5 separate regions of the Mus musculus genome follow, and all the other regions are linked to region 5. The links are chromatin contacts, called in public HiChIP or PLAC-seq and promoter capture Hi-C maps. All regions are on one chromosome and are shown on one strand. Each heading gives the region's core, a stretch centred on a gene start, on an enhancer-like site or on the middle of the called end of the contact. The rest is flanking DNA. Distances are from core to core; before and after follow the strand shown. Region 1 holds the start of Zfp239 (zinc finger protein 239). Region 2 holds the start of Dcp1b (decapping mRNA 1B). Region 3 holds the start of Fxyd4 (FXYD domain-containing ion transport regulator 4). Region 4 holds the start of Cacna1c (calcium channel, voltage-dependent, L type, alpha 1C subunit). Region 5 holds the start of Zfp248 (zinc finger protein 248).

Region 1 (3,828 bases), core at 875-3,374, 590 kb after region 5:
GATCTGTTGTTATGTCTCCCTTTTCATTTCTGACTTTGTTAATTAGGATACTGGCCTCGAACTCAGAAATTCGCCTGCCTCTGCCTCCCAAGTGCTGGGATTAAAGGCGTGTGCCACCACACCCGGCTAGTCTCAAGGTTTTTTTTTTTTTTTTTTTTAAGATTTATTTATTTATTATATGTAAGTACATTGTAGCTGTCTTCAGACACTCCAGTAGAGGGAGTCAGATCTCGTTACGGATGGTTGTGAGCCACCATGTGGTTGCTGGGATTTGAACTCTGGACCTTCGGAAGAGCAGTAGGGTGCTCCTACCCACTGAGCCATCTCACCAGCCCTAGTCTCAAGGTTTTAATCCACAATGAAACATCCCAGAGGCTAGAGCCCTAGTGATCCAATACTCTCTGGAAACACCTTTAGAGACTCAGGAAGAAGTGTGCTTCACTAATTCCTAGGAATCTCTCAGTTCAATTATCAGTCAAGATTAATCATCATATGTATGATGGCTACATATAATCTGCTCACCAAGAACATGAGTTCTTTGATGAAAAGCTTCAGTTTATATTCTTTTTTTTTCCTACTTAGCATTAGACTGGGCATATACTAACTTGGAATGATCTCCAACAAGCTACAGTTTTGATCTCACGTAAGGAGGTCAAATCCTTAGGAGGTAGGACCTAGTAGGAAGAATGTAGGTCACTGGGGATGCACCCTTAAAGTGATATTGGGATCCAGGTCTTTCCCACATGAGGTGAACCAAACTCTGTTTCATAGGTCCAAAACTGAGTCAAGTAATGACAGACTAAAACGATGGAACTTTGAGCAGACAAATCTTTGCTCTTTACAAACTCATTACCCAAGATATTTTGGTCTTAACAACGAAGAGTAACTCGTGGAACATACACCGAGTGAAATGTACGATAGGAGAGCCGACTTCCAGACTACAGGGAGAAAATGCTCCATAGAGCCTTTCAGAAGAGCTTGGTTGGATGTTTTGAGTACTTCACAAGGTGGCAAGGCAGTGTAGTGAGAATTAACATAGAACTTCCGGGTCAGCAGACCCAATGCTGAACCAGTTGATACCGTTTGCTAGATACATATTGTAAGGTCCCAAATGCTCTCGTTCCCTTGTATAAAATACCAATCTCACAATGAAGCTTGGCAATAAAGAGAAAGACCACAAGGACCTCACTCTAGGCAAATACTCAATGCTGATTTCCTAGTTTGTTCTAAGAAAGAAAAGCTGTATCTAGCTCAGAGATGAGGCATTTTTGGTGAAAGAAACTGCAAGTCACCTGAAGCATGGTCATATTTTCAGGGAGGGGCAGATTCTGCCTAGGGTAGTTCTGACATGCCCATCTCCTCAGACCAACCTATTTCAATACTGAAGTTCTGGAGTGGGTGTTCTCAGGTTCTGTGCATCTTCTCACTGCGTGCATTACAGCTACCCAGTATCCCTTGCCAGACCGTCCTCTCAGAAATCTGACTGGTTTCTAGGTCGCAGAGGGGAGGGCTGTGCAGCGGAAACCTTAGTACTCTTAGGGGTCTCTTCTAGGAGCCTCTCTCATGGTCTCCTGATGTCCAGCAACATCATCATTGGACCCACCCAGGTCAGAACTTGGTCAAGCAAGAGGAGGGTGTCTACGGAGCTGCGGTTTGCTCTGCTGCAGGGGCCTGGCCCTCCGTGAGGGTGGCCTGGTGCACGGGGTGTTACTGGGGGTTTGGGGGTTACCGTGGCTGCTAGCACGTGGGATCGCAGCCGCAAGGAGCCTTCCCAGCCTCGGAGCCTGGCTCCGAGTGGTAATGCCCCCTAGTTTGGACCAGGACACCGCTGCCCACCCCTGGGGCAGCCCAGCTCTGCTCACCTCTTGTAGGTAGAACCCACACCTGGTAACGCAGGACTCCCGAGCATCATCGAGGATTCGAACTACAAGTCCCAGAAGGCTGCGGGCAGGAAAGCGCTACTTCCGAGCTCACTTCCGGCGACGATGGGCTCACTCTTGTGAGCCCCCAGTTTGAGGTTGTGGTTGGCCCTGAATAGTTCAAGTTGTTGTGCACTCTTTTCGTTGCAGACACATACAGTTTTAAAATACTCCCCCAAGGTGTCTTTTACTTGTTATGATGATGCTAGAGGGTAAAAAATCATTATAAAATTGTCTTCAGCCTTAAAAATATTCTGAAGCTGTTAATAACCACTTTAAGTGAATAGTGTGGTATATGTATTCACAGCATGTAATCTCATCACTAGGGCCGAGGAAGGAGGTTTGTGAGTTCGAGAAGCCCGTGTCGAAATTTAAAAAAGAAAGAAAAGAATCGATCACTGGTTACTCCATGCTCTTATCTTTGGAGTACAGTCTCCAGATATTTATTGCGCAGGTCACCAACGCCTGTAATTCTAACTCCAGTGATCCCTACACCCTCTTCTGGACTCAGGCGCCTGTGTTCATGTACAATGTGTTCATGTGTACAAACCTACACACACACAAACTTAAAAACAGAATATTTTTAAGAATCAACAATAATGTATTTGGATATAAAGAACTAAAAACTGGATCATAAGGTTGACTTAATAGATCAGTGAACTTCCAAACCCAAAAAATAATTTTAATCATAAAATAGCCACCCCTCCAGAAATTGATGCCATTAAATCTGAAAGAAAATGTCAACGAAATTCTAAGGAATCAATAGTATTAAATGTCGCTAAGTTTCACTTACCAACAGGATTTCAGAGTGTTTTCTGAGTGTGCAGTCGTCTCCCAAAAGGATCTCTAGGTAAACCTGTGACATTAACATCCAATCTGTAGCCCACATGGTCCCCAGGAACGTTGTGAAAGCCCATCACAAAACTCTTAAACCTCAGACTTGAGACTTCTTTTTACAAATATCTTTTGTTCATATATTTCCCTCTGTGTGTGTAAGCCCTTCCCCCGTGGGTGTGGCCATCCGAGGACAACTTGCAGGAGTCACCTCCTTCCTTCTTCTCCGTGGATCCTGGGGATTGATCGCAGTCTGGCAGGATTGGCTGACAGGCACCCTAACCAGAACAGCCCGATTGTTCTTCTGAATGTGGCCTTTGTAAAGGACAGTGGTGTGTCACAGAAGGTTGGACACACTGTTTTGTTTTGTTTTATAAAGATTTAATTATTTATTATAGGATTACACTGTAGCTATCTTCAGACACTCTAGAAGAGGGATTCAGATCTCATTATGGATGGTTGTGAGTCACCATGTGGTTGCTGGGAATTAAACCTTTGGAAGAGCAGTCAGTGCTCTTAACTACTAAGCCATCTCTCCAGGTCCCTGGACACACTGTTAACAGTTACCAGAGTACTGAACTTTGTTCTGCCCAGAGGGTCTTAGGTATTTCATAGCAGAAACTAGTAACAGAATGGGGCTAGGAAAGGCCGATCGTTTTAAAGTCAAGGCTATTTGGAATGCTTAAATTAGGTGTTGTGCATTCAGATAAAAATAGATTATAACATTTAAACCCAATATGTATGGTATCACTTTCCACTTTCTAGGAATCCAAGGTGCATGTTTTCTATTATTTATTTATTAATTTTGGTTTTTTGAGACAGGGTCTCTCTGTGTAGCCCTGGCTGTCCTGGAACTCACTCTGTAGACCAGGCTGGCCTGGAACTCAGAAATCCACCTGCTTCTGCCTCCCAAGTGCTGGGATTAAAGGTGTGTGCCACCATGCCTGGCTTCTTATTCCTTTTCTTATTTACATGTTCCTGGTAGCTTAGGCAAGAATAATGGGTAAGAAATCATCCCTAGAGATGGGGCCACTAACATGACCTTATCCCCAGGGAAACCAATGCTTTACTTGCT
Region 2 (3,933 bases), core at 1,088-3,587, 720 kb before region 5:
TAGTCATGGCAGAACTATCTTAATCCTTTGTGTGAGTATACGTGTGTTCTGGGGATTAAACTAGGGCTGTGCACACACTGAGCACAGGCTCCACATGCTAATCACATGAGGCTCCACATGCTAATCACATGCTCTACCACTTCACTGATCCCCGGTCCCTTGACCCTCACTCTCTGTGCATTCCTCCTTCTTCCTCTCAACACCCGACGTCGACTTCCAATGTGATAAGGACTCCCTGCCTGTACCTCACCCGTCTTCGTGCCAATCCCTTCCCTTTCATTTTTAAGGATATTTTTATACTTATTAGGTTTACACTGGAAAGGCTTTCATCCGGAGACCTGAGTGATACAGCACGGGGAAACAGCAGTGATGACTTGATTGCCCCCAGAGACTGCTCTATTGTTGAACTAAGTCTCTCTCCTTTGCCAGGCAACCACAGCCTAGGAGATCAGGGCTTTGAAAAGAAATGACCTTTTACTGAGTGAATTATATCCTGTCTGAAGAAAACAAGTCGAGGAAGCAGGAAAACAAAACTCCTGTAAATAATGCAATGTGACACTGGCCTTCACTGGGCGTTTGGTCCACCTCTGTAGGGATTTAAAACGGTTTCTGCCACACAGGACTGTGAAGAGGCGTTAGGAAAACTGCTACCGAGGGGTGGGAATGGTGCACTGTACATTTCAACGGCTTCTGATCTTCTAGCCTGAGCCTCCTGCCGAGTCAACTTACCCCACTAACTCTTACTGGGTCCTACTCCATGTATACTAACTGAATTACCTCCATAATATTAGGTGTGGATTGGCAGGCAGAGGCCAGTCCAGGCAGAGGGCATGCAACTAATAGGTTGCAACCCCTTTGGCATACGTCTATCTCCAAACATAATTGCATTACAATAAGAAGAGTAGCAAAATTACAGTTAAGAAGTAGCAACGAAAATAATTTTATGTTAGGGGTCACCACAACAGGAGGAACTGTATTAAAGAGTCCCAGCATTTGGAAGGCTGAGAAACATTGACCTAGAGAAGTGAAGCACGTTTATGTACAGTATCTTCACATAAATAGAGAAACATTTCAGTGGGGAAACTCCCTTTACTTATATAGGCCCATAGTGTAATTTCCTCTGGTGTCCAAGAAAGACAGCCTCAATTAATCAAACTAGGGATATTCAGAACAATGGATCTCTGCAGATTTCCCCTTCAGGTTTGGCTCTTAGGAGAACAGACATGAATTCTTTGCCTCACTTCAGTTAAGAACTCGGACAAAACTATCGGAAAAGATTCCCGGCCCTGTTTCAGGGGTGTTGGGGATGAAGCAGGTGCCTGCCCCAAGCTCCACGTCCAAGAACTTTCTTCATTCTTTTGTGTGCATGGTTTTTGGGTCGTTCTTATTACAGCCTACTTAATCATAAATCTGCTCAAAAATGAAAGTTTTCTTTGCATAAATCTTGATGTTTGTTTCAGTCTTGGCGAACACACCGGGGGAAAAAAATTGAAAATTTGCAAGGTGTTTTCCATACACCCAATGAACCTTATTAAAAGCATTGGTTATATACTGATGAATATTTGGACAAAAGTCACAAAAGAGGAGGAAATGACACTTTTATATATTCAAAGGGATGGTTTATAAATGATAAGAACCAATGCCTAGGCCAGAACTAATTGGTCTCCCGTTGCAATTCCAGTCTAGTTGTGTGGAAAACTAAACTTCATCCAGTTACTGTAGGCTGGGACTCGGTCTTGTTGGAAATGGACTGAAATGGTTAGGTTACCAACCCTGGCCTCCTACATCCAAGTCTGGGGTGTCCCACCCATGTCCATTTCCTCTTTATTCTCCCACGCTTGCTCTTAGGTGGGTGCCTGCCCTGCATTTCGCACTCCGGCTGCTCCTCCTCCGCGAGGCTGGACTTATCTAAGTTTGGGGCTTCCGGGCTGCCCTCCGCTGCCGGAGAGCTTCTGTCTTCTGATCTCAAAGCCCGTGGCCCGCACTCAGCGGAGCCGGCCACACCTTCTGTGTCCCTCGTCCCCCACCTGCTGGTGGACCCGCGGGTCGCCCTCCACCAGGACCGGCCCCCGCCCGCCTAGCCGTGCCCAGCATCTCCCGCCCTGTCCGCGCCCCGCCTTCCGCACGGCCGCGGCGTCCGCACGCACCCACTCGTTGGCCCGATGGCCGAAAGTGTACAGAGCCACCTGGCTGGCCACGTCCACGATGCGACTGATGTAGGGGTCGTGGCGCCGCAGGGCTGCCAGGCTGATATCGTGTCCCTTCCCAGGCAGGCCACCTGCCGCCGCGGCCGCCATCTTCCCACCCACCCTCCTGCCCAGCCTTCAGGAAGCCCCCTCAATCGACCGCCGAGCGAGCGAGCGAGCGCGGCGGGGCGACCTTCCGGCATTTGGGGACCCGGGCTAGGCTTCGCTAATCGATGGCCGGGTCCTCTCGCGGAGGATCGTCGCCTTGGCAACAGGAAGCTCAGCCCTGCTCAAGGAAGCCCGTTTTATCTATTTCTTTCTTCAGGAGCCTCTGAGCTGTGCCCATTTCCTTCTTGAATACGGCCCACGCCTTTGCAGAGCTCTTCTTTGGCTCTTCGATGACCAATCAAACATAGTCACTCCAAAAAGAACTCTGAGAATTCTTAAATGGGGCTCCCCAATATCCGTGAGGGATTTCCTGAGTGCCTCAGAGGCCTGCAAGGTTATGATTGTCCATGACAATTCTGAGACTTGCATGATGTGTGCAAAAGGACGACTGCACCGGTAAAGAACCAAGGGAGGCCCCAAACTGCACCACTAGCCGGTGTATTCTTGCCGCTGTGCATTATTCTCTGGAAAACTTGTCTGAGCAGCTGAAGCCAGGCGTCCCTTGGTCAAAGTACTAAATTAAAAAAAAAAAAAACAATCTTTGGGTATATTTTTTAAATTAATGTGGGGGAAAAATTAGAAAGAATGGATAACGCAGAGCTGTTGCACGCCATATTTGCCTCTAGGCAAATATGTTCTGCACTTGAGATGGGCTGAATTTGTGGTTTTATTGTAGGTTTTGCTGGGGTTGGAGGGCTTGTTTCTCGAGACAGAGTCTATGGCAGGTTTCAGTCTTTGCTCCTCCTGCCTTGGGGTCTTAAGTGCTAGGACTACTGGGGTGTGCCACCACCCAGCCCAGGGGTTTAATTTTACTTCCACAGAGCATCAGTTTAACATGAAAGAAAGATGAACAAACTTATGGCTATTCAGATAGATTCTGGACAGGCTTTTTCAAAACTAAGATTTTCCTGTTTCTTTCAAGAAATCAAGGGGTAGGTATTGTTGCTAATGATAATTTTTTAGGTTAATTTTTAAAAAAATGGGCCATGAGCTTGACTGTCTCAATACTTAAGTCTCTTCAGATGAGACCTGTGGTGCTATCAATGAGTACACTTCTAAAAGATTATACTCTAATGGGAACTGTCAACATTTGAAAGATATAGCTCCCTTAGCCCGGTCATTCAATGATTTTCAGATAATAAAATGGTGTCACAAACTCACATACAGGTAGGAGATCCATTCAAGGCGAATGTGGATCAGTGGATTTCAGTGTCCCACAAAGTATGAAAGGGTGATAGGACTTCAAGAAACTGCACTTTGTCAAATTTTGATATATCATCAAAGGATATTTATAGTTACATGAACAGATCATTAAAGTGGCATCCCTTGTACCATTACATTGTCTTTGTGAGGCTAGGACTTGTTCATTTATGTGACTTATTAAGTCAGTTTACACTTGGGATGATGAGAATCTGGTAGTTGCTCAGTGCATAAAGCTGAGTGCCTCACGAGTTCTAACATGGCACTGAATACCTGGGTATCTGGGCAGCTGCTGGTCCTTACTCAACAGTGGAAGCCTGGAAACACTGGTTCTCATAACAGTATCAGCATCAAACCAAGCCTGTGGCAATAGGGAAGG
Region 3 (3,773 bases), core at 988-3,487, 520 kb after region 5:
AAGTAGAGGCAGGCGGAGCTCTGTGATTTTCAGGCTAGCCTGGTCTATACAGTTGAGTTCCTGGACAGCCTCAGCTACACAGTGAGATCCTGCCTCAAAACAAGCAAAAAAGGGGGGGAGGGAGAGGGAGGGAGAAAGGAAGGAAGAGAGGAAGGAAGAAAGTGGACCATGGTTGGCCATCAGGGAAATGCAAATTAAGACTACTTAGTGATTCCATCTTACCCAGTCGGAGGGAGTGTGCTGCTCTTGCAGAAGATCCGGGTTCAGTTCCCAGCCCCCACGTGGTGGCTCACACCATCCGTAGCTCCAGTTCCAAGGGACCTCATGCTCTCTTCTGACTGCTATGAGCACCCATGTGCACACGTACGTACATGGAGACCAATCAAACTTGTACACAAAAATAGATCTTCAAAACAAATGACAGCAAATATTGGCAAGGATGTGGGAAACAGGGAAACGTTACTCATTCTGGGTGGGGGAATGCAATTCAGTGCAGCCATTATGAAAGTCACCGTGGCGCTTTCTCCAAAAGCTGAAAATAAACCTACCATATGTTCTGTTCTATCGTTCCTCAGAATACTGCCAAAGCAGCCCATATTTACAGAGAAACCTGCACAGACATGTTTGTTGCCCGGTTGCCGCTGTATTCACAATAGCTAGGAAATAGAACCCACCAGGAAGGCCAGCAGCTGATCAGTGGACAGTGGAGACGGGAGACACATACACAATGGAATTTTACTCAGCTTTAAGAAAAAGTGAAATTTGAGGGGAAATGGATGTGACTGAAAAATATAGTAATTAAGAGAAGTGTGCCGATTGATTTTTGTCAAATTGACATAAACCTAGACAAATCTGGGAAAAGGGAATCTTAATTGAGAAAATGACTCCATATCTGAGGAGAAATGGAGAAAATGCCACCATAAAATTGACTTCTAAGCCGGGTAGTGGTGGCGCACTTCTTTAATCCCAGCACTTGGGAGGCAGAGGCAGGCAGATTTCTGAGTTCAAGGCCAGCCTGATCTATAGAGTGAGTTCCAGGACAGCCAGGGCTATACAGAGAAACCCTATCTTAAAAAAAAAATTGACTTCTAGACAAATCTGCAAGGCATTTTCTTGATTAATAGTCAATTCGGTAGGGTCTAGCTCACCCGGGGTGACATCACCCCTGGCCAGGTGGTCCCGGGTAGTGTAAGAAAACTGGTTGAGGGCTGGGTACGATTACACATCTTTAATCCCAGCACTCAGGAGGCAAAGGCAGGCAGAACATCACAATTACAAAATTAAAAAGAAAGTAACTGTTGAATCCTTTCACAGCCCTTTCCCACCTATCTAAGACAGACAACCTCAACTCTTCTTCAGTGACCTCTAGACAGGGACAAGTCTCCCTCACTTGGGAAAGAGAAGAGATTCGAGGATCATCCAAAGGTCCATGGTAGGATGGTTTGGGCCAGCATCGGACAAAGCAGGCTATCCTGTCCCTGGCAATGTCCCTCCCTCTGTGGGAGGCAGGCAAAAGTCTACCTGGACTGGGACAGTGTCCTATTCCACCTGAAGTAGGTTCCTCAAGTCACAGGGTGTCTAGGTTTAGCAAGAAGGTGGTAAAGTGAACCAATGGTTCCCTGTCAGACCCAGCCCCGTCTCTCTGAACACCGAGTTCAAATAAAAACAGTGCGACTGCCAGTCTCTATTATCTACTTCACTGTCTCCAAGGTATTCCACACAGCACAAGCCAGGAGGCTGAACCCCTGCGGCCTTTAGTGTGTGTGTGTGTGTGTGTGTGTGTGTGTGTGTGTGTGTATGTGTGTGTGAGAGAGAGAGAGAGAGAGATCAGAGATAACTTCTGAGTCAGCTTTCGTTCTACCCTGTGGTTTCTGGGCTCAGATTCAGCTTGTCAGTTGTGGTAACAAGTACTTTTACCTTCCAAGCCATCCTTCCAAACCTGGAGCTTTCTCGTAAGACCTAGGTAGACTGAGGAGGCCCCCTTTTCCTCTGGAGCATGGACTGAAATCCAGTAGTCTCAGTTTTCCCGTCTCTCCCTCATTCCTTAGCTTGAAGGAGCCAGGACCCAGCACTGGCTCTACCCTGGGTGTGGTAAGTGAGCTATGGCCTTAAGAGCAGGTGGGGAGGGCTGCCTACGGGAGCATAAGAGGTAGGACCAGTTCCCTCCAGACTGCTGGTGTGTGGCCCAGGGCGGAGCCCCTGGGTTTAAAGAGCAGAACCCACCTAGGCTCTCCTCAGACTTCCTCTCTGCACCACTCCCCTGGCTCGAGTCATCTCCCGGGTGAGTAGATGTTTGCTGGGACTTAAGTGTGCTCCTTAGAAGGGGTGGCAGAAAGACCATCTGAGGAAGGGGGAGGGGATGCCTCCAAGACTCTGAGAAGTGAACAACTATTTGGGGATTGTGAGAACAGAGATGGCCTCTCCCGGCCTTGAGAGTTCTGATTTTAAGACTGTGTAGCAGCGAGTTCAGGACTAGGGGAAGTAAGGGCCAACCTTTAACAGAAGCAGAAGTAAAATGAAAATGAGACAATCCAGGAGCTGTGGCTTTGTGTGAAGGGGTAGGAGAAACTGATGAAGGACAAAAGAAAACCAGCTTCAGAGACTGGTAGATTATAAACTCCCATGTCCAGGAGATTTTTAATCCATTTTTCCATCTTAAGGCAAAAAGCCCATGTGGTTTATATATACTGTAGCAGGTTTTCAGGGCTAGGTCTATATTTTAGGATTTACATATCATACATAGCTCCCTTAATTTCATCTGCATAATTTACAAGGTTGTTATAATTTTCAGGACACTGAAACACAGAGATATTACCTGCTAAGTCACACACCTGGTAAGTGGATGTGAGAAGACTGAGCCCAGCCAGTAGGTGCTGGATCTGTGATCTCATTAGCAGATCAGAGCTAAGTATAGTAGACAGTAACCGAGGCTTCAAAACTGAACCCTTGGCACTAGCCTATAGCTACCATTATACAGAAAGAAAGGCTGGGGCTTTTTCTCTCTAAAACTCAGCTGCACAAGGGGTGTCACAAGCAATGTAAATGAGGCCCTGGGTAGGACCTACTCACAGGAGAAAGGGGCTATGTCTCTCACACCAGCAGACCTTTCTAGCAGGTACCTATGCTCTGAGTAGATCTGGGGCTGCTTGGAGCAGAGTTCCTGGCTCTAGAAGAGGAGGCTGGAACTGCACCCTCCAGCCCTGTTGTTGAATTCTGAGATAATCTACGACTCAACCGGATTACTCCAGGCCCAGATCTTTTCAAGTGGAAGAGGCAGGGCCTGGACACCTGGTTGGGAAAGCCTAGCTCCTTCGTAGAACAGACACCTACCTCACTTGGAGCATTTGGTTTTATCTTCGTGGATTCCTACCTTCTGTGAAAGAGATGATCGCAAAGCCTACGTGGTCACTCCAGGGTGTTCTGTTTCTGAACACGTAACTAGAATTAAGCAATCCACATACCCGGGTAATCACTAGTACCATCTGTATGGGGAAGTGGAAAGCGATCGTTTCCTTAAGGTCAGCGCTTGCCTATGTGGGATTCATATGTCTAATTTTCACACCAGTTCTGCCTCTTACTAATGGGGTGAGCTGTGGCAGGTCACAGATCACAGACCCAAGCCACCACTTCTACTCTGCATCTCACCCAGCAGCCTGCAGTCTCACCCTGGGTCCTGATATGGAGGAAATCACCTGTGCCTTTCTCCTGCTGCTAGCAGGTGAGTTCTCCATACACTCCGCCCACCAAGGTAGTGGAGACCAGACAGCCTCTCC
Region 4 (3,893 bases), core at 754-3,253, 650 kb before region 5:
TCTTGTGCCACAGGGTGCAATGGGACTGCAGACCAATTTTATTATTGGCTTATACAATCAGTCACACTTGCCCTTGAGATACAATCCAACAAGCTCCCCAAATGGGACTGTGTAATTTCTAATTTTCTTTCTCACACTGGAGGTTGCAAGTTGAGTAATCACAGACCAGGATGGCAAAGACACACCCCTTAGAGCAGCAACAAACAATTAGATCACCATTAAGTTTAATTTAGGGAAAATGAGGAGTTGGTAAGGTTTTGGGTCTCAAGCAGTGACCAGGGAGGCATCTTGAGATGATGCAGCGAATGGTACTTCTGGGGACATTCCTTCATTCCTTCATTCACTCACTCAGCATGAATGTATTAGGTACCCACTACCTACCAGATGTTGCTCCAAGAAACGCAGTGAGAAAACAGTACTAGGAGTCTTTGCTGGGGGTAGGCAGGTCGCAGTGTTTACTCAGGGTAAGACTAAGAACAGGGGAAAGAGGTTTGTGTGTGCAGGGTGTGAGTGCAGGCGAGGGGATCATTTCTGGAGGAACAGCGAGGAGGAACAGCAGTTGGAAAGTGTGTGATGGACGTCGTCCCTAGCTGTTCCTGCAGTCCTTGTAGGATACTGTCACTGTCACTAAAATGACAGAGGCCACTGGAGGGTCTGGGTTAGACGCACCCTTTGAAGTGGATTGTTCCAACCGAACGAACCCGAGGAGAGGAGGGTAAATAGAGAACCAGCTACTGCAGAGCGCCAGAGGTAGAACTTTGGCTCAGCCATGGAAGGTGGCAGCAGAGAAAGCCAGGGAAGGTTACACTGCCTTGTTCTGTCTGAGGTGAATTCCGAGATATACTGATGTGAAGCGGTGGAGGAGATCAAGTCAAGGTGTCTCCAGGGTTCTTCAGCTGAGTTGGGGGAAGGCTGTGTGAGAAGCAGGCCTGGACATATAAGGTTTGATTCTCAAGTGGAGAGGGCAGGTTGGCTGGCCTATGGGTGAGAAGGAAGGTCTAAACTGGAGATTTGCAGCTGACACTTAGCCGTGCTTAAAGCCACGTAGATGATAGGGTCTTTTAGGGAACCTGGAGACAGGGCGTGAAGTCTTCTAAGGGTTGATATTTAGATCTGGTTTCCCAGTGGTAGGCCCTTCTAGAATGGGCTCACCAGCCCCATCTAGAGGGTCGTGCGTGCAGGAGGTGCCATACATATTACTGTGACAGCGAGAGTCAGGGAGAAGTGTTTCATAGCTCCCCGCCAGGGTGGCAGAATTAAGAGAAGTAGGTAAGGAGACACTGGCAGAACACGTGCTCGCCTGACCCCAAGGAGAGAGCAAACCTGGCTGTGTTAATGTTCTCAGACATCTGGGCACCACTGCTGCCTTGCCCACAAGGCTCCGCCTCTTGGGCTCTCTCTCTCCCCGCCCATCTGCCCATCCTTGCCTGTGTGTGTCACTTCTACAACCGCTCTGATTGTAATCGATCAACAGAATCACGGCTCATTTTGCTGTTTCGTCCGGTCGATGTGAAAGGGGCCGGGAGTTGGGCACATTGTAGTTCGTGTTGCCGGGATTCCCCTCCCAGGCCTTGCTAGCGTGGCGCCCCCCCCCACCCCCCCAGGGACGCGCGGTGGCCGCGGGGCCTCGGGAGGGTGGAGGTCTTGCAGCCGGGCTCTCGGAGGTGTGTCCGCTCCTGGGCTCGTTCCCCGCCGTCGCGAAGCCAGGGGGTTCTCGCGTGGCGGCGCCGCTCCACTCGGGCTCCGGTCCCCGCCGCGCGCCGCCGCCACATCTGGAAGCGTTCAGCTCGTCTGCTCCGGCGCGCCGGGCGGGCGGGCGGGCGGGCGGGCGCGGGCAGGGGCGGGCGCGGGCGCGGCGGGGCTGGAGGGAGGAGGGAGGCCGCGCCGCGCTCTCGCGCCCGGTGTCTCCCTCTCGCTGCCTCTGCAGAAACAGCTCCCTGCCAGAACGGCGCTCGGCGCGGCGCGGCCCGGAGCGGCGGCGGCAGTGGCGGCGGCGGCGGCGACGCTTCCCGCGGGCTCGCCCTCAGGTGTTCGCGGCTGCCGTCGCCGAAGATCGCGGGTCGGGGCCTCGCGGCGATCGCCCTGGGCGGGCCGGAGACGCCTCGGGCCCCCTGGCGGCTCGGGGTCCACCCGGCGCCGCGGGCCCGCCGCTTTCCCTCGCCTCGCCTTTGCGCCTCTTCTCGCTCTGCCTCTCCATTTATTATTCTTATCATTTTTATTTTCAAATGGTGTAGCCGCCAGAGGTGCGGTGCTAAATTCTTGGAAGGGGCCCGGATGTACTGAGGATGCATTACAATCTCACGAAAGGAGGCGGTAGTGGAAAGCAGCAGTTTTTGGTGTTTGGTGCAATAATGGGGATCAGGTAATCACCCGAAGGGAGCAAGAACCACTGCGGATCCACGGGTTCCTGGATTTGCGCGAGAGCCGCCGGCCTCGGAGGAGGGATCCATCCCGAGCCGCTCGCGGCTGTTGCTGCATTTCTTCCTCTTTGTGGCTTCTCCTTTCCAAGCAGTTTTTGGCCAATGGTCAATGAAAACACGAGGATGTACGTTCCAGAGGAAAACCACCAAGGTAAGCGGGACCCCAGCGCCTCGCCGGGCTCGCCCGCGCTGCCCACGGCGGGTCCCGGTGGAGCGGCCCTCGCCGCGTGCCTCGCGAGGGGCGCCAACCCCGCGCGCGGGAGCCCGCGGGAGCCGGCCGAGCCGCCGTGCGAGCCGGAGCGGAAAATTCCCGCCCCTCCCCCTCCGCGGCCGGGCTTCTTCGGAGCATGTGGTTCCCATGAAATCCCGAGCGAGGGGGAAAGTTCCCCAAGTGTCGGCGCTGCCTGCATTTCTCGCCTTTGCCTCGAAAGCCGGCCGGCCAGTCTGGCCACGGCGAGCCGAGGAGCCGCTGCTTCGGGGTCCCTTGCTTTGCTGGGGCGCGGCAGGGAACGCGCGCTCTCGCGCGCACCCCTACGGAGACCAGCCCCGCGCCGGTGGCCCCCCAGGCTGCCCCACGTCCACTCTTCCCGACGCCACTTCCTCGGGCAGTGCGCTCCGGGTCGCGGGTGGGGGTGGGGGCGGGGGCTGCAGCTGTGCGTCTCAGCGCGCCTCCTCTCTCCAGGCTCTCAGGCTCTTCGGCTTCTCAACACCGCCCACCTCTCCACTGCCATTGACCCCGAGCGAGCCCACGCCGGGTGCCGGGTGTGTTACTGTTAGCACCCCAGTGTGGACTCGCACCTGAGGATGGAAAGCGGTTAGAAGCCTCAGTGATGTGTGGGCTTTGCTTTTCCATGTTTTCAGGGAATCATGAAAGGGTGTGACTAGCTCTGAGGCTCCATACTTAGTGTTCTCTAAGCATCTCCATCCTGGGCATCAAGTGTCATCAGCTCCCCTCTAATGGTGAATGGCTTTCGGGTAGCTCCCCACTTCTTGGAAACTTTCTCCCTCTCCTCCCCAGTCCCCATCGACAAGTTATTATTTTTGACATTGCTTAGTGGTTAAGGTGATCAAGCTGAAGTGTCTTGCAGTCCCAAGATGCCCTTTCTACGGGCTCTCTGCCCCGTTGCTTGACTGTTCCCTTTCTCTTTCGCCTTCAGCAGCTACCGTTGCTCTTCCACATTGTGTCTTTCCTTGCCTTGCCAGGGTACTTCTTAGTGACTCTCCAGAGCCTTGCCTTGTGGAAGTAATCTCCAGGCCTGATACTGGTACCCAGCCCCTTCTTCCTTTTACCCTTTTGTCACCATTTGGGGAAAGGGCTATTGCCTTTGCAGATTAAGGCTGCCGGGGAGCTGGCTTTACAGCTGGTCTTCTTTCATCTGGAAGCAGCTGGCTTTCTGCTTTCTGTCTTGGGTGGCAGCATTGGGATTTTGTCCTCCTTAAGAAGAAAGACTTGTCCAGGGTCATGGGTACTAG
Region 5 (4,087 bases), core at 1,490-3,989:
AGTTTACAACTGAGAGACTAGAAAGGGAATGGGCCCTTATCTGGGAATTTCCACAATGGTTCAGAGGTATCTCTCAGAAGAAAGCAGAGGATCCTCTCTGAATAAACCACAAAAGTGAAATAATACAAATATTTGTGGCTTGTCAAAGTTAGCCTTAGCCAACAAGGCAGTTTAAACCAACACCAACTACTTAGTTAAGTCAAACAGGAATGCTTTCTTGCTTCCCAAACATCAATACTGTTCTGACCATGGTGGATGCACCTGCAGCTAACCACCAAGGGTATGTGTGAGGTTTTATTGACACATCATGGGCAAGTGTATCCAGAAAAGCCTTGGGAGAGCTATTAGTCATCGAACATCCAGAAACACTTTACTGCTGTCAAATATTTTATGATTTCCCAATATTTTATGTAACTACACAGATATTTCTAAGTTGGATATGTAAGCACCCATTTTGTACCTCTATCTGTTTAGAAATTTAAATATCCTTATGCCCCAGAGCACTGAGTGCAGTTAAAAAGCTAAGATATCAAAGTCTCTAAGTTCTTGAGAAATGGCTGGTTCTAGGGCTATGTAATGAAAATCCAGGTTGAATCTGTACCATCTTGTGATATCAGAAAGTTAGGAAATGCTTTTCAAAAGTAACAAGGATATGTTAAAAGATCTAACAGCTCCCAATATCCAATGTTTGAATGCTGAGGCTCAGAATAACATACTATTGTTAGATCATATCATGAAATAAAAAGTGTCAGAGGACAGGCCCTGACCTAAAACATTGAATAATAACATGAATGGCTCTGAAATGATTTTGGTGTACATAAAAGAAGTCAAATTCAGAAGCCACGTTAAAACCTACTTGTATTTATTTGGAATTCTGGGGAAGGTAAAACTATATAGTACAGAGAATAAATCAGCCTATAGGGAGGATGGGGAGGGAGCAAAGTAGACAGAATGACAGTCATCGAGAACAAACTAAATACACAAGTTCATACTAATGTAGGTAACGCTGGATGAACCAACAAGAGCAATGAGATGCTTCATCTCAAGTATCCTGAAGCAATGGAGGACAGGATGGAGAAGCCATTATGAACTGGGAGAGACTAAGAAGGCTTGGTGCCTTCAGGGACTTCTGGTATTTTTGGATTTGTTCCTGGAGCAAAAATAGAAAAATCACTGGAGAAGGGAGAGTTGAATAAATCCTATAGTTTACTTCTTTTCATAATAAGTGTTCCTCAGAGACATCATCTGCTCACTTGAGTTAAATATGTGTGAACACTATGTTGATCTGTTTTCCCCCTAAGATTTGAGGTTCATGCAGCCCATGTGGGCCTTGAACTGTCTATGTAGCGAGAGACCAACATCTTTCTGGGGATGGTCAGCCTGGCCCAGCAGAAGCAGCTATCCTTTTAATGCTATTCAGCACTAGGGTTGTGGCTTCTCTCTCTTTTATCCAGAGAATATTCATGATGATGATCTTTTAGTTTAGACTACTTTCCAGGATTTTATATAAATTTGTTTCACATTCACAAACTAATTAGTTAGTTAAAATATTACATAATTTTCCCCTTCCCTGTCCTCCCTTCTACCTCTACCCTATATCTAACTCCCCTTTCTCCACAGCCTTTTTTCTTTAACCACTCTTTTTACACACACACACACACACACACACACACACACACACACACACACACAAATAGAAACTTCTGCATCCCTCAGTGTTGCCTGCAGGTGTATGCCTTTGGGGACTGACTGACCACTTGGTATTGGACAACAACTCATGGGGCTCACCCCTGGGGAAGACTAATTCTCTCTCTCTCTCTCTCTCTCTCTCTCTCTCTCTCTCTCTCTCTCTCTCTCTGTGTGTGTGTGTGTGTGTGTGTGTGTGTGTGTGTAGTTGCTGATTGTCTGCAATTCTTCATCTTGGGATGCCAGGAGAGAAGCGAGGCCTATAGCACGAGGCTAGTGAGATCATGAATCTTATAGGAAACCCTACCACTGCCACTGTCCCAAAGTAGCACAATTCATAACTACATTCCCTATACGTATCATTATACCCACAGGTAAGCGTAGCTCTCATCCCTTAACAAAGACATTCTTTTTACAGCAGTTAGAGACCATTACCGAAGGACACACCTTGTCAAAATACAGTGAGCAACTGAGGGAAGAGTTCTCAGCCCAACTGATATAACACTCCTCCACCTAAGGCTCGAGCAATGCTGCAGAAGACCTGGTAGAGATTTTAAGAGCCAGAGGATAGGGAAGTCTGATGTGAGATTGTGTCTTGTAGCTAGGACAGGGAAGCCACGCCTATGAAATCTCAGCAAAGTGACCAAGTCCTGAACTATTCCAACACCAGTTGACATTCCAACATAATTTTTAACACATCTTTCCTTCTTTTTGAGTGTAGAAAATATATTAATTTGATCCCCAGTCCCCAGGGTAGTGACAGAAGGCTGGCGCTAGATAGAATAAAGATACAGAAAACTGTCGCGGTGTACCAGAAAGTCCCATCCTGGGAAATGAGTCTGACAAGGTCGTGTTTACACTGCAAACACCTTTACTTCTTACATAAAGTAACCCTGGTTTCTAGACGCCTTCAACAGCATCATTTTACAATACAGAGTGAGACAGGAGCTGACTCCGTTTTCCAGGCAACAGTCCTTCTTCCAACACTGGACGTGGAGACCCCACTACGAGCACCGTTGGGCGCACCGCCCCTTCCTCTGCGCATGCGCAAACTGCAGTCCTGCTCCTGGTCCATCCGTGGCCTCGCGTACCTCCTGGGAAACAACTCCTGGCCTTCGGCACGGTGCACTGCAGGAGCGGCGGGTGAGCCTTAGACAGCATCAAGGGCGGAGGGTTCTGGGAGCTCGGGCCATCCTGGTCGCTGTTGGCAGCAACCAGGGACCAGCGGGGTGGAGGGCTGTATGGGGAAACGCCGGGGTGCGCTGGGACTCCATGGCTCGGGCTTGCGGGATCCGGATAGTCCCGCACTTCTGCAGAGCTAATCTAGGGCCTCTAGCTCGTGCTACGCCTGCGCATTTTGCCCACTAGGCGGGGAAGATGCGGGGTGGTTGGGCGGAACCCTGAGGAGTTGACTCACGCATGGCGCGAGCGTGACGCGGTGACGCATCCGTTCTCTGGCTGCTGGGGCTAGATGCTGGGATGTGGGGGGCGAGCGGGTAAGCCAGGTCCCGAGTGAATGAATTACTGGGACAGAATAACCTACCCGAGACTCGGTTTCCTTTTGTGCACAGTGTGACTATTACGAATACTTGCTGCAATTTTCTTTTCTTTTCTTTTTTCTTTTTCTTTTTTTTTTTTATTTTTAAGCTACTACTAGGGAGCCCACCCTCGCAGGGGGCCTTTGGACTGGTCCCTAGGGCGCAGTGTTTGGAGTGGAAGAGGAAAGTGGTTAGCTAGCCACCAAACCTCCTGCCCCCTCACACACCCGGGATCCCAGTTCTGAATTTGGTTCTCGCTCATGTGTTTTGTGAAAATGACAGTGTCCTGAAACCATGGAAGACTGTGTGCTCGCCGAAAGTCTGGGACAAGTTTAAGGAGAGAGGTGAGCTGGAGTTGAGAGAGATGGGTGCATACAGGCTGCACATGGAATGCTAGTTCTTGGAAAACGATTGGGAGTGAAAGGCTCACAGGTCCGGAATTGCTATCACTGCCCCTACCTCCACATCTTATGCATCCCTCCTACCTGGTTAACTGTGGAGAGGCGGTCCCTTAGACTCTTGACTCATGTGAAGGTGGCATGTAGGGACACGCTTGCTATTATGGCCATATGTTTCCATCGGACAGTAGTGTAGGTGGGTCCTGAGAATCTCAACATCTTGCAGGTTTTTAGTGACACAACCGGGGCCTGCAGATGGCTGTATATTTTGTCTCTTTGAGGTGCAAGTTTCTTATCAAGCGATCGTTTTGAGAATTGTAAGCAAGCAACTTGGAATGTAAGCAAATACATTTTGAAATTTTTATCTTGCCTTAAAAGCCCCGTTCATTTCCTTGACTTACCTGACTTCAAGGGATTAATGGTGTTAGATTTAACAAAACCTCCTGATTCCCACCGCTGTCTCCG

Evidence for each region. Promoter capture Hi-C pulls out the DNA fragments that hold promoters and counts their contacts. HiChIP or PLAC-seq counts read pairs in DNA pulled down with a chosen protein or histone mark.
Region 1: an H3K4me3 HiChIP or PLAC-seq map of bone marrow-derived macrophages shows a contact between it and region 5, with 7 times the contacts expected there. The contact joins the promoter of Zfp239 here to the promoter of Zfp248 in region 5. A contact is called at or near these places in 2 of 115 datasets of contacts at active chromatin or transcription factors (bone marrow-derived macrophages and extraembryonic endoderm stem cells).
Region 2: a FOXA1 HiChIP or PLAC-seq map of pancreatic cancer cells shows a contact between it and region 5. The contact joins the promoter of Dcp1b here to the promoter of Zfp248 in region 5. A contact is called at or near these places in 3 of 115 datasets of contacts at active chromatin or transcription factors (astrocytes, bone marrow-derived macrophages and pancreatic cancer cells).
Region 3: a contact with region 5 is called in a promoter capture Hi-C map of embryonic stem cells, with 2.0 times the contacts expected there. The contact joins the promoter of Fxyd4 here to the promoter of Zfp248 in region 5. A contact is called at or near these places in 1 of 39 promoter capture datasets (embryonic stem cells), 2 of 115 datasets of contacts at active chromatin or transcription factors (bone marrow-derived macrophages and differentiating embryonic stem cells) and 1 of 9 other capture datasets (pancreatic islet).
Region 4: an H3K4me3 HiChIP or PLAC-seq map of embryonic stem cells shows a contact between it and region 5, with 6 times the contacts expected there. The contact joins the promoter of Cacna1c here to the promoter of Zfp248 in region 5. A contact is called at or near these places in 1 of 39 promoter capture datasets (embryonic stem cells), 1 of 484 Hi-C or Micro-C datasets (embryonic stem cells), 5 of 115 datasets of contacts at active chromatin or transcription factors (the NIH/3T3 cell line, embryonic forebrain, embryonic stem cells and 1 more) and 1 of 9 other capture datasets (embryonic stem cells).

What each region holds. Positions count from the first base shown.
Region 1 is chr6:117,861,177-117,865,004 of GRCm38.p6, reverse strand. Zfp239 (zinc finger protein 239) reads right to left here and starts at 2,124. Exons shown (of 4, transcript NM_001001792.2): 1 at 1,863-2,124.
Region 2 is chr6:119,173,657-119,177,589 of GRCm38.p6, reverse strand. Dcp1b (decapping mRNA 1B) reads right to left here and starts at 2,337. Exons shown (of 9, transcript NM_001033379.3): 1 at 2,148-2,337. The coding sequence starts at 2,297. It also overlaps a transcript of Cacna1c not described here.
Region 3 is chr6:117,935,799-117,939,571 of GRCm38.p6, reverse strand. It overlaps Fxyd4 (FXYD domain-containing ion transport regulator 4), which reads left to right and starts at 2,237. Exons shown (of 9, transcript NM_033648.1): 1 at 2,237-2,281; 2 at 2,792-2,834; 3 at 3,650-3,718. The coding sequence starts at 3,679.
Region 4 is chr6:119,106,605-119,110,497 of GRCm38.p6, reverse strand. It overlaps Cacna1c (calcium channel, voltage-dependent, L type, alpha 1C subunit), which reads left to right and starts at 2,003. Exons shown (of 47, transcript NM_001159534.2): 1 at 2,003-2,571. The coding sequence starts at 2,523.
Region 5 is chr6:118,454,158-118,458,244 of GRCm38.p6, reverse strand. It overlaps Zfp248 (zinc finger protein 248), which reads left to right and starts at 2,739. Exons shown (of 6, transcript NM_028335.2): 1 at 2,739-2,829; 2 at 3,334-3,568.